Regions from separate parts of the Zea mays genome. Here region 2 is linked to region 1. A link is a contact called in public Hi-C data. All regions are on one chromosome and are shown on one strand. Each heading gives the region's core, a stretch centred on a gene start, on an enhancer-like site or on the middle of the called end of the contact. The rest is flanking DNA. Distances are from core to core; before and after follow the strand shown. Region 1 overlaps LOC103653810 (auxin response factor 8). Region 2 overlaps LOC100194141.

Region 1 (5,277 bases), core at 67-2,566:
CAGCCTAAGGCCAAAAGGTGGCGGCAGGGGATCAGTCAGTGCGTTGCCCATGCTCCGATTGTCACACGCGCGCGCACACACACACTTCTCTCTCTATCTCTCTCTCTGAAATCCAGCAAATCCGTTGTCATCATAGACGTCTGAAACTAAGGCCAAAAGGTGGCGGCAGGGGGGTCAGTCAGTGCGTTGCCCATGCTCCGATTGTCACGCGCATACACACACTTCTCTCTCTCTCTCTCTCTCTCTCTCTCTCTCTCTCTCTCTCTCTCTCTCTCAGCAAAAGACGCTGCCGCCCCGCCACGGATGGAGAGAAATGTTTCGCTGTGTGCCAGTGCAGTCGTTGTACAAACGGAGAAGACGATGGAGGAAGGGGAAAGGTCGCAGCCAGCTGAGAAGAACGCAAACGAAGTTTTTTTGAGTACGACTTTTTTAATGGTTCGGTTTTGGGACTATGTGGGCGGTGGCCCTCTCAATCTCATCCAGGCCGGAGTCGACCAACGCTGCAGGTGCCCTAAAACCAAAAAGGCCACTCAGCTCGGGGTCTACACTTTAAACTTTGGTTCCCACCTCCCTTTTAGCCACCTTTTAAATAAATTAAGGTCTGTTTTGAAACCCATGAGATCGAGACAGAAAAAAAGTTCCCTACGTTCACATGTACTGTAAGCACTTTTAAAGGTAAGTGCAGTAAAAACACCCGACGTCCCAGACCCACCGGCGCTGTGGTGCGCGAGCGCGACGAGTGAAACGAAAGGCAGGGATGGACGGACGGACGGACGGACGGACAGCGACGCCTCCGACGAGACAGCGCGGTGTGGCAGACACCACACACCCATCCACCCCTCGACGGCCCGACCCCTCCCTGTGAGCTGTGACCCTGCCATGCCACGAGCCCACGAGCGGGCGAGCGCAACATTCTTCCAGCGCAACAGCCGCGCACGGGACAAGACAAACGCCGTGAGCGCGACCCCGGCGGCCGCAAATCATACTTGTACCCGGCCGGCCACCCTTCCCTACGACGACAAGATCTGCCCACCCACCCGTACGAGTACGAAGCAGAAACCGCAACCGAACAAACCATTTTAGGGGCCGGACCACCAGAGTCGCCGTCACCTTCATATATATCCGGTAAGGACAGCCTGCATTGACGACATTTTAGCGGTTTTCAATTTTTTTTTTTCTCTCTCGACAGCGGGGTGATAGATAGATACAACAAGCTGTGAAAGTAACAGCCGCGCGCGTGGCCAACGCACGGCCCCATGGGCCATGGCCCATGGCGGTAGGATGCCAGAAAAAGGACAGGGCGCGCAGGGCGACGACGACGGAGCTCCGTGTCATGGGTGGGTGCTGTGGACCAACGTACGGCGATGGCCATGTGAGGTTGAGCCAGAGGAGTCAGCTACGCTACGCTAGCTAATACAGCAGGCACATTTTGTCCGGTCTTTGCTTAGGAGTCGAACCTATACATGTACATGTGGGCCAGCCTGGCTCGGCACGGCACAGGCCCACAAAAGCACGGCCCACAAAGGCACGGCCCACAAAAGCACATATCTAATTATGGGTCGTGCCGTGCCAGCACGTGTGCCCAGTCATCGGCCCACGGCACGGCCCACAATTAGTTATGTGTGCCAGGCCGGCCCAAATAGCCCAAAATGTCTTAATGTGCCAGACCGTCCCATATACATACAACAGTAATACATCAACAAAAAGTATAAAATATATATATGACCAAAATAAAACTAAGATGTTTTGTGGTTGCACATTATAAACCTTTGGTCAGAAAGAAAAAAAAAATATTACAACTAGCTCACAAATAATATTCAGTTCTCTGTTTAGTGTTTAATTGAGTACTATACATGCATACAGAATACATATACAATGATCATCATCACTATTCACTATCCATATCTATTGGCTCTCGATGGCTTATTGAAGCTCTAGATTCTCCAAGTTATGCTAGTCATGTGGGATTTGGCGGACCTTAGTTAAATACTGAGTCTATATTTAGTGGGCCTCGGTGGGCCTTAGTTAAATGGGCCGTGCCAGGCCGGCCCGTGGGCTTGACTTGAGGTCCAGGCACGGCCCACAATGTGGGCCGTGCCGGCCCAGACCCACAATTAGGTTGGGCCGTGCCAGATATGGGCCGTGCCAAAAATTATGTGCTTTGGGCCGGCCTATTAGGCACAGCACAAATGTACACCTATAGTCGAACCGAACCGCACATGGGAATGGGGATGAGGGCGTGCTTGCAGTTGCAGGGCAGTGAGGCAGGCCAAAATCCCCCTTTCAGCTAGGCAAACAAGACATGGCAGTTATTTCTCCGGCTGGGCTGGCTGGCTGGATGAACTGGAGGCCGGAGCATTTACGCCCCCACCCCCAGCACTTGCTCCGCGATCTTTTGAGTGACCTCACTCACCATCAGCATGCACACAGAAAAAGGCAGCGGCAGGCTAGGGAGCTACAGTACTAGTAGGCAAAATGCAACAGCCAACAAGTCGCCTGGTGGCCACGGACACGGAGCAAGCAGTGAATAGTGATGGTATCCCGGCAGCAGCAACAGCTGCTGCCGCCTGCGGCAGCAGTAGCAGCGCCAGCACATTCAAAACCTGCGTCTGCGCGCGCGCAGTGTTGCTGCTCCCGCTACGGCTTTGCCCCCTTTGGCCCGTACACGCCGTTCAGATGCATTGGCCTTGGCCAGAAGGGGGGCATTCAAGCGCCCATGAGAATGAACGACAGAACGAGGATACAGAGAGAGAGACAAGGAACAAGATGAGTAGTAGTAGTACTAGTAGGGTTTTAATTACCCCCCAAGTTTTACAGCGATTTTTTGGATGGACACACACGAGATGAAGGCAACGTGCCTGGTCATGGTGGCGCTGCCTTACGATCTGAAACCTCTCTCCCTCTCTCTCTATGTCTTCAGAGTTCAGACTTGGAACGGATTTTGAACAAAACCTTAGCTCCCGGCCTCACCTGTACAGTACTAGTACAGTCTAACAGTACCAGTACCGAAGAACATAAACCCTCGCGGCTGGAATGGAACGGTTCTCTCTCACTGCTCCTCGTCGTCGTTTAGCTTCCAAGGTTGTCGCTCCCAGCATCGGTCAATACGGTGAGCCTCCGCGCCGACCTGACGAAATCGCTGGGAACGGCGGAGCAAAATGTGCGCAAAAAAAATCAGACCTTTTTTTCTATTCTATATGCGTCAGGTGCGCGAAGCAAAAAAAAAAAACGTTGTGGTCACCTCACACGGCCGTTACCTGAAGGGCTCGTCGCCGGCGGCGCCGCGGTACAGCACGCGGCTGCGCAGCTCCGCCCCCGCGACGCCGAACATCCCGGACAGCCGGCCGTACAGCTCGTCGAACGAGCGCAGCGCCGCGAGGTCGAGGTTGCGGCCCACCGTGTCCGACTCCACGAACACCTTGCACTGCCCGGGCTCCAGCCCCAGCCCGAGCTCGCCGGAGGCCTGCTGCTGCTGGCTGCCGTCGCCCCCGAGCCACGGCGGCCGCTCCGACGACGCGGCCTTGGCCGGGCTGGTCTGGATGACGCCGGATCCCCCCGAGCCCTCCGAGGCGTTGGGCCCCTTCTCGGCGTTCCAGCACGTGGAGCTGTTGCCGGTCGCCGCTGGGGAGGTTGCGCCGCTGCGGCTCATCTGCTGCTCGGTTAGTATCGTGCGTCCGAAGAGCACTAGCCCCGCCGGCTTGGCGTCGGGCTTCTGCCTGTTGGCACCCGTCGACGGAGGAGCGCACGGGAAGTCGTCGTCGTCGTCGTCGCGCGCCGCCGCCGCCGCGCCTCCGATGGTCAGGTCCGTGCTGACTCTTGCCGGGATCGGGGTCGTCGGACCGACATGGTCGGGACGGCGGAGCCTGGGGTACAGCAGGCTCGGCTGCAAGTGGGTGAGGTGGAGTTCTGAGAAAGGTGGAACGAATTGCGCATGCCTGGCTCCCTGTATGGCTGCAGGAGCACTGCCGGCCGGGAACGGGAAGAAGGGTGGGTGGTGGTGCTGGTGGGAGTGGGAGTGAAGGAAATGGTGGTGGTGCTGGCCGTGCGGCAGTGGGTTGGGCGGGAACGCCGGGTTCAGGAGCTGCCCTTCGAAGGGGAACTCCGGGTACGCCGGGATCCGGGGCTTCTTGCGCGGAGGCGAGAAGGACGCGAGGTGGATGGCCGGCATGCTGGACACCAGCTCGACCAGCCATGGGCTCACCCGCTTCACGTTCTGCAGGAGGTCCGGCTCGTCCCAGGTCACCTGCAGCGCAATCGCCAATTCGACAAGTGAGCACCAAGCGCAGAGCTTTCCCCTTGTTGGTAGCCGAGAAGTAGCAGCTGCTGCTGCATACCTGAAGAAGGCGCCAAGGCGACTGCGGCCAGCGGATGGGATCGGTGACCTGGACGCCGGCGACGGTGCCCATGAACCAGCTAATCCTGGAGGAGTCCTCGGTCTCGAACGCCATCTTGAACCGCATCCCTGGGGACCACTGCACCCTCATCGCCACGCGGACCGCGGCGGCGCGAACGCAGAACTCGGGCGTGCTGGCGCGAGGGTAGTACACCACCTCAAACGACTGCCCGGCGGCCGCCAGCCTCGCCGCCTCGGCCACGTCCTCTGGTCGCACCTTGCCCCGTGCCTTGGCGGCCGCGCACGGGCTCACATTCCCTCGCATGAGGCCCGCGTAATGGTCCCACCCGGCCGCAGGGGAGTCGTCGCCTCCGCCTCCACCGGCGCCGCAGAACCCGCGCTTGGCACGCCGGATGCCGACGTGCAGGTCCCCGCTGTCGCCGCGGAGGAACACGATGGAGTCCCCTGCGACGAGCTTCTTCTGGTTGACGAACGTGCTCCACCCCGTGGTGAGCAGGTGCCGGCGCGGCGTGCCCCGGTAGATGTGGCGGAACTTCCAGGCGGCCCCGTGCACGTCCTTGGCGACGACGGTCTGCACGGGCGGGTCGGCGGCGTAGTCCAGCCGCGGGAAGATCGTCTCCGCGCAGTACCTCGGCACGGAGAACCCGCCGCCGTTGTTGGCGTCGGACTGTGTCAGCGTCTTGGCGAACGAGGCCGGCTTCTCCTGCTCGTCCGCCGCGGCCGCGTCGTCCTCGACGCCACCCGCGTCCGCGTCCGCGTCCCCGCCGCGCAGCGGGACGAGGCGGATCCTGGCGAAGACCTCATCGGTGTCTGGGTCAGCCATGTAGCGCACTGCCGTGACGCGGCAGGGGACCAGCGCCGGGACGCGCGCCGCGGAGAGGTCGGCCGCACCGGCGAGGCCGAGCGCGTGCTCCGCGTGCCCC
Region 2 (5,599 bases), core at 1,527-4,026, 480 kb before region 1:
AACGTCCTCGAGGGTTCAAAAGACTCAAGGGCCACAGAATCTGAGAGTGGAGAAGAAACAGTAGACGAAGAGGGTGGGAATGCTGGGGGTAGCAGCAAGGTGCGTGTGAAGGTGCTAATGAAGAAAGGACACAAGCAACAGACAAGACAAATGTTAATTCCGGCCGATAGTTCAATTGTGCAAAGCACGAAGCAGCAGGAAGCTGCTGAGCTTGAGGAGAAGCAGAGCATCAAGCGGAGGATCCTTGAGTACAATGAGAGGGAGGAAGAATTGAATGGAGCATCCCAAATGGGGAACTGGGGCCAAGGAGCTACCAGTACCAGCAGTATCAGATCAGGTGGCCGGGGCAGCTGGGATGGTTCAGCACGGGGAGGTGGTCGACAACGGCACCACATAACGGGTTCTGGTGGTTTCTACCACAGTTATGGCAGGAGAAGATAAGTTCGCCTGTGTGAGCTATTTCGCCCTGAGCCTTTTGGCAGGTAGAAAGCATCCTAGTCTGACAAATTGCCTCTAGCAAATGAGATTAGCGTTTAACACAGCTTGATGGACAATTGCCTCTAGCACCCTAGTCTGAAAATAAGACAATTCTACCACTGGTCATGGGAGATAGCAATGCCTTGAGAAGGAGCTGCAAATCTGATGGTCCTAATGGCTTGAGTTGCTACGGTGTTTGGTAAAGCTGGTTGTGATGGCTGTACCCGGATACATGCGCATACTGTTTCGACGCCATGTAGGGGGTATCTGGTCAAAGTTCGCTGTCTGATGCCTGTTCTAATTTAGTGGAGTATTACTGGCAATGTGGTACAAGCATCTTGTCTTGAAAATCGAAAACTGCACGGTATGTGTGCGCCATTTTTTGTCTGATGAGGTGTGTTCCATGCGTGTATTTCATATGTAGCTACACCAATCGCGTGTCCACCGAACGATGCTAACTTGCTATGCCGATGGAGCATGCTTTCTACCCGCATCGCAACCCGCAAATCCTTGTCCAGTCGTTTGTCTTCCATCCAGGAATGATACCGAGTTCTCATGTCACGCTTGACGCTTCTTTCCGTCCTGCTAAAGAAAAATGATTGCTCGTCCTGTGCCCGTGCGAAGGAGCGGGGGAGGGGCGGCCGAATGACCAGCACCGGCACGCACGAGGAACGATCCATTTGGGCAAAAATTACGAAGCTACTGGAGCTAGCAGCGTCGCGTCAAACGTCATCTGAAACTGAAGCAGGCGCACGAAAGAAAGGCGCATGGTCGCGTCGCACTGGTGGGCACCGGCAGGCGAGCACACCACCCCCTATCTCTTCTCCTGGTCCATCAATCGTCCCGCCATGTGATGCGAGCGGGCAACTCAACTGCAGCGGAAGCAATCCCGTCGCGATCGGCGCGATTTACCCGGCTTTTCTTTCTTTCTGTCTGTCTTCCAGTCACGATCGGGACGACCATGGGACGATCCACCATCCGTGTTCCGTGCAGCGCATGGAATGCAACGCAATGCAAGAGGTGTCGTCTGTAACAATGATTGTAAAGCCTGTAACAGCTGAACACATGACAGAAAGAATGGATATCCGAGCAACCAAGGCTAGATTAGACAGCGACGGCTCCAGAATTTTACTACATGATATACTATATCTAAGCATAACTATATTTTTAAGGGATTTCTATTTTCGTAAGAAAAAATGAACTATTTTTCCTTTGAAAAATGAAAAATGGGATTCCTAAACTAGCATTAAAATTTAGATAATTCAATACTAGTTTTAAATTTTGAGCATTATGTTGTATATATACATACATCAAATTACAGTCTGAAGAACGACGCGTGCAACAGTATTAGAGTATCTGCTGATCAGCGGCGCTTGGACGAATCTCTCCGACTCCGAGGCGAGTGGATCCCGTCGTCGTGTCGACCTCCAAGTGTGGCCGCCCGGAGGAATCTATCTGTCGTGGGTCGTTGCCGTGTGCCGGACGCGGCAGTGGCCTAGATTCCACTGCACCGCATTGCCGGACCGGGCCGGCTGGCTGCCATGATATCGATACCCTCCTTTTCGGGTCTCTCTCGCGTCAGTGTGAACGCGAATCAAAGCGGGCTGCCTTCTCTATGACTATGCGTGCCATGCTTACTGCTTCTGCTACACCTCCTAGAGTGTTCTTTAGGCTAATCTTCGTCACCTCTTCTGTTCTATTCACTACCTCACCTCTTATTACGAACTTCCCTCTACAAACAAACTCAAATAACCTGGTTTCCGTTATGTTCCCAGGTGGTGGAAAAAGACGCATTTCTTCGGGTGCAATGCAATGCACAGATTACCATCCCCGCTCGGTAAGCGGCGGTTTCCGATTAAAAAAAAATTCTTCAAGGTGCAGCATAGAAGGCGGCCTCATATATGAGCTGTGTCTAGTTTCACAATTGGTACGATTCGTTCTTTTTTACCTTTTTTTTTGTTAACAAATTTACGTACACACACAAAGAAGGGTCACAATTTCCTTTTTTTTTAAAATTATAAAAGGAATAAGCTTGGCCATCGTAGATAGCAGTGCATTAGATACGTACTATATATGTGGGTGTTAACCTACTTACTAACTTTATCAATTTAGTTGTGAAAACACAAAAACCCACTTTGAAGCAAGTACCTCCAAAGCTAAAGTTGTTGAGGTGGGCAGCCCGAGTGCCCAGTGCCCACCATGCTTTCTGGATGACGTCACCTCCAGCGCAGCACCGAAGAAAGAACAGAATCTACAGAACGTACCTCGCCCGAAGGACGCGAATCTGGATGTGTGCAAAAAGCAAGACACACTGCACATGAGTGCGTGGTTCTTTGGCACTAGAGGTAGGGAGGGATGTGATCTGCATAGTACTACTAGTATTTTTCAGGACCCCAATATAGCGCCTTTCTGTTGTGCACTGGCGGTGTGAGCTAGCGTTGCTTGTGCTCGCTTTGGCAATATATATATATATATATATATATATATATATATATATATATATATATATATATATATATATATATATATATATATATATATATATATATATATATATATATATATATATAGGGAAGAGGTAATGGAAGCCCTGGGCTTCCCCTACTAATGGAAGCCCCAACCAGGACGCGGTCGGCCCAGCACCCACGTGCTTGCTCAGCCATGCAATATACGAATGCATATATATATGGATAAAGATGCGTAAACCATGCATAAAGGAATCTTTTGACGCCCGAATCACGTGGAACGAATATGACATTGTGAACAGCGTTTACGACTGCATAATGACTTGTACTTGACAGCATAAATCATGTAGTATGTGGTTCTGGTTCTGGCTCGGGCGGATTCCAGCGTAAACCGTGAGCTAAAACAGCGTAAATGATTACAAATTTTAGCGTAAATCGTAAATCTGTTTCGAAACGGCGAATGTGGCCCGAAAATTACAGCGTAAAAATCTCGCGCGTCCCATCGTGATCGGGTTCTTATTCGAACAGATTTTAGCGTAAAATGTAAACCAAAACAGCGTAAATGATTACGAATTTTAGCGTAAATCGTAGATTTGTTTCGAAACGGTGAATGCGTCCCGAAAATTACGGCGTAAAAATCTCGCGCGGCCCATCGTGATCGGGTTCTGACTTGGATAGATTTTAGCGTAAAACATGAACCAAAACAACGTAAATGATTACGAATTTTAGCGTAAATGGTAGATCTGTTTTGAAATGGCGAACGCGATCCGAAAATTACGACGTAAAAATCTCGCGCGTCCCATCATGATCGGGTTCTGACTCGGATAGATTTTAGCGTAAAACATGAACCAAAACAGCGTAAATGAGTACCGAATTTATCGTAAATCCTATATATGTTTTGTAACAGCAAACGAGGCCCAAAATTACGGCGTGAAAATCGCGTGCAGCCGATCGTGCGCGAGTTCTGACTCGAATGATTTCAGCGTAAAACGTGAGCTAAAACAGCGTAAATGAGTACGGAATTTAGTGTAAAACACGCACACAATCTCACTTCGCAAGAGATTGCTGTAAAACACATCAAAAAGTGTCATAAATTTGGCGTAAAACACAGTAAGACTGTTTTTAATGGAAGCATAAAACACAACAAGAAGTGTCGTAAAATTTAGTTTGAAAATGCATAAATCAGGATGGTCTCATAGGACACTTGTTTTGTTCACAGTATATCAAAATATAAAGTACAACGATATTTTGCCAATATTGTTGCAATCATACACAATTTATTTGACATGACAAAAAACGAGGAGCTAGCCCTGTCTTCGGTACTTCAGATATTTCAAACCATTAGCCTTTAGCTAGGTCGTGGTCCGAAATGGAAGCATCGCTGCTCGGCTCTTATCAAAACAGGTCTGTGTAAGCCTGTATAAAGTATAAAGACACGTCAGAACAAGCATAAGTACTGGAGGTGCATTGTTCTGAAAAGGACCAATTCAAATCATCCTAAAAGCATAATAGGAAGAACAAAAACAATGTAGGATCGGTGGTCTACATGTTTACAAAGCGGAGCATACGCGCGATCTAGTAATTGGGCATAATAGCGTATTCAAATTAGCATAAAAATATAAAGTACATCATACACAACCACATCAAATTCTGGATATTAATTAATCCTTTCAGTTGAGAAAGGTTTAGGAGTTCCTAAATGGAGACAGTAGGATACCTGTTCTTTTTTTTTCTTTTCTTTGAAAAATATAGCTATTTGTTGATCTGACCTCTGCATAATCCCATAGAGGGCGGCGACCATTGCACATCGGTGTCTTGTAGCGTTATCAGACTGTTGCTCGTGTCAGTAAGTCGAGCCCAAGTTACCTACAAGAAAAGGTAAATGCTTTATGACAAGGAGACTGACAAGATGGTTCTTCAAGTGTATTTGCAGCGAAGTGCATAAAAAATAACCTTGCTTAAAGACCACTTTTAAAGACTACAAGTAAGTGCATATGGCTGCTATTACAAATTCTTGGCGAGGTTCCAATGAAGCACACAATCCATAAAGAGATTACAATGTTGAATCTCTGTCACTACAATGGACCATTTTCCAATTGAACATTATATTGGAGTGTAATATTAAGAAAAAAAGCTCAAACCTGAAGCCATGAACACATGAACACGTAAATCAACACAAGCGGCGTTGTCAAGGATGAATGGAGTGCGACACGGCTCTGGATAACTGCAATATAAGAGATAACTGCAACAACGATATGGGATGTAAGTCAACCAACATGTATCACAATGTAAATAAAAAATTTAGTAATCTGTTACATTCAGATTCAGATCGTGCGTGAGTTCTGACTCGAATCATCTCTAGGAGTATGCAATAATTAATAGTGACCAATAGCATTTACACTTTACAATTTCCAAAAAAGGGTCAATCACCTCGCACTGAAGAACCAGAATGTATGATCAGCTAGAGTCCCACCAGCAGACTTCAGAGCAGCAATAATCCCTGCAAGGACTACAGCAGTCGTGCCCTGTAAATATCTGGGCTAAAGAGTTAGTACTGTTGTCTGGAATAAAATTCATTGGCTTTTAAGAAAAGCAAGATAAATTAACTAGCATCTGATTTGATTACGTGGATATCATTTGGCTAGGAGTACCACTGA

The links. A called contact is a pair of places that touch in the nucleus more often than the background predicts.
Region 2: a contact with region 1 is called in a Hi-C map of bundle sheath, with 2.8 times the contacts expected there. The contact joins two enhancer-like sites. A contact is called at or near these places in 2 of 25 Hi-C or Micro-C datasets (bundle sheath and tassel).

What each region holds. Positions count from the first base shown.
Region 1 is chr4:148,952,685-148,957,961 of Zm-B73-REFERENCE-NAM-5.0, reverse strand. LOC103653810 (auxin response factor 8) reads right to left here. Exons shown (of 3, transcript XM_008680610.3): 1 at 4,335-5,277; 2 at 3,258-4,243; 3 at 2,754-3,139. The coding sequence ends at 3,070. Among protein-coding and RNA genes, the nearest start is that of LOC103653810, 3.1 kb to the right of the region's middle. Within about 2 kb of position 1,316, at least 18 of the 20 cell types and tissues checked have an H3K27ac peak or open chromatin away from gene starts, as enhancers often do. A contact at or near this core is called in bundle sheath and tassel, where this site is marked.
Region 2 is chr4:149,430,333-149,435,931 of Zm-B73-REFERENCE-NAM-5.0, reverse strand. LOC100194141 reads left to right here. Exons shown (of 17, transcript NM_001359402.1): 17 at 1-863. The coding sequence ends at 441. Among protein-coding and RNA genes, the nearest start is that of LOC100194141, 20 kb to the left of the region's middle. Within about 2 kb of position 2,776, at least 17 of the 20 cell types and tissues checked have an H3K27ac peak or open chromatin away from gene starts, as enhancers often do. A contact at or near this core is called in bundle sheath and tassel, where this site is marked.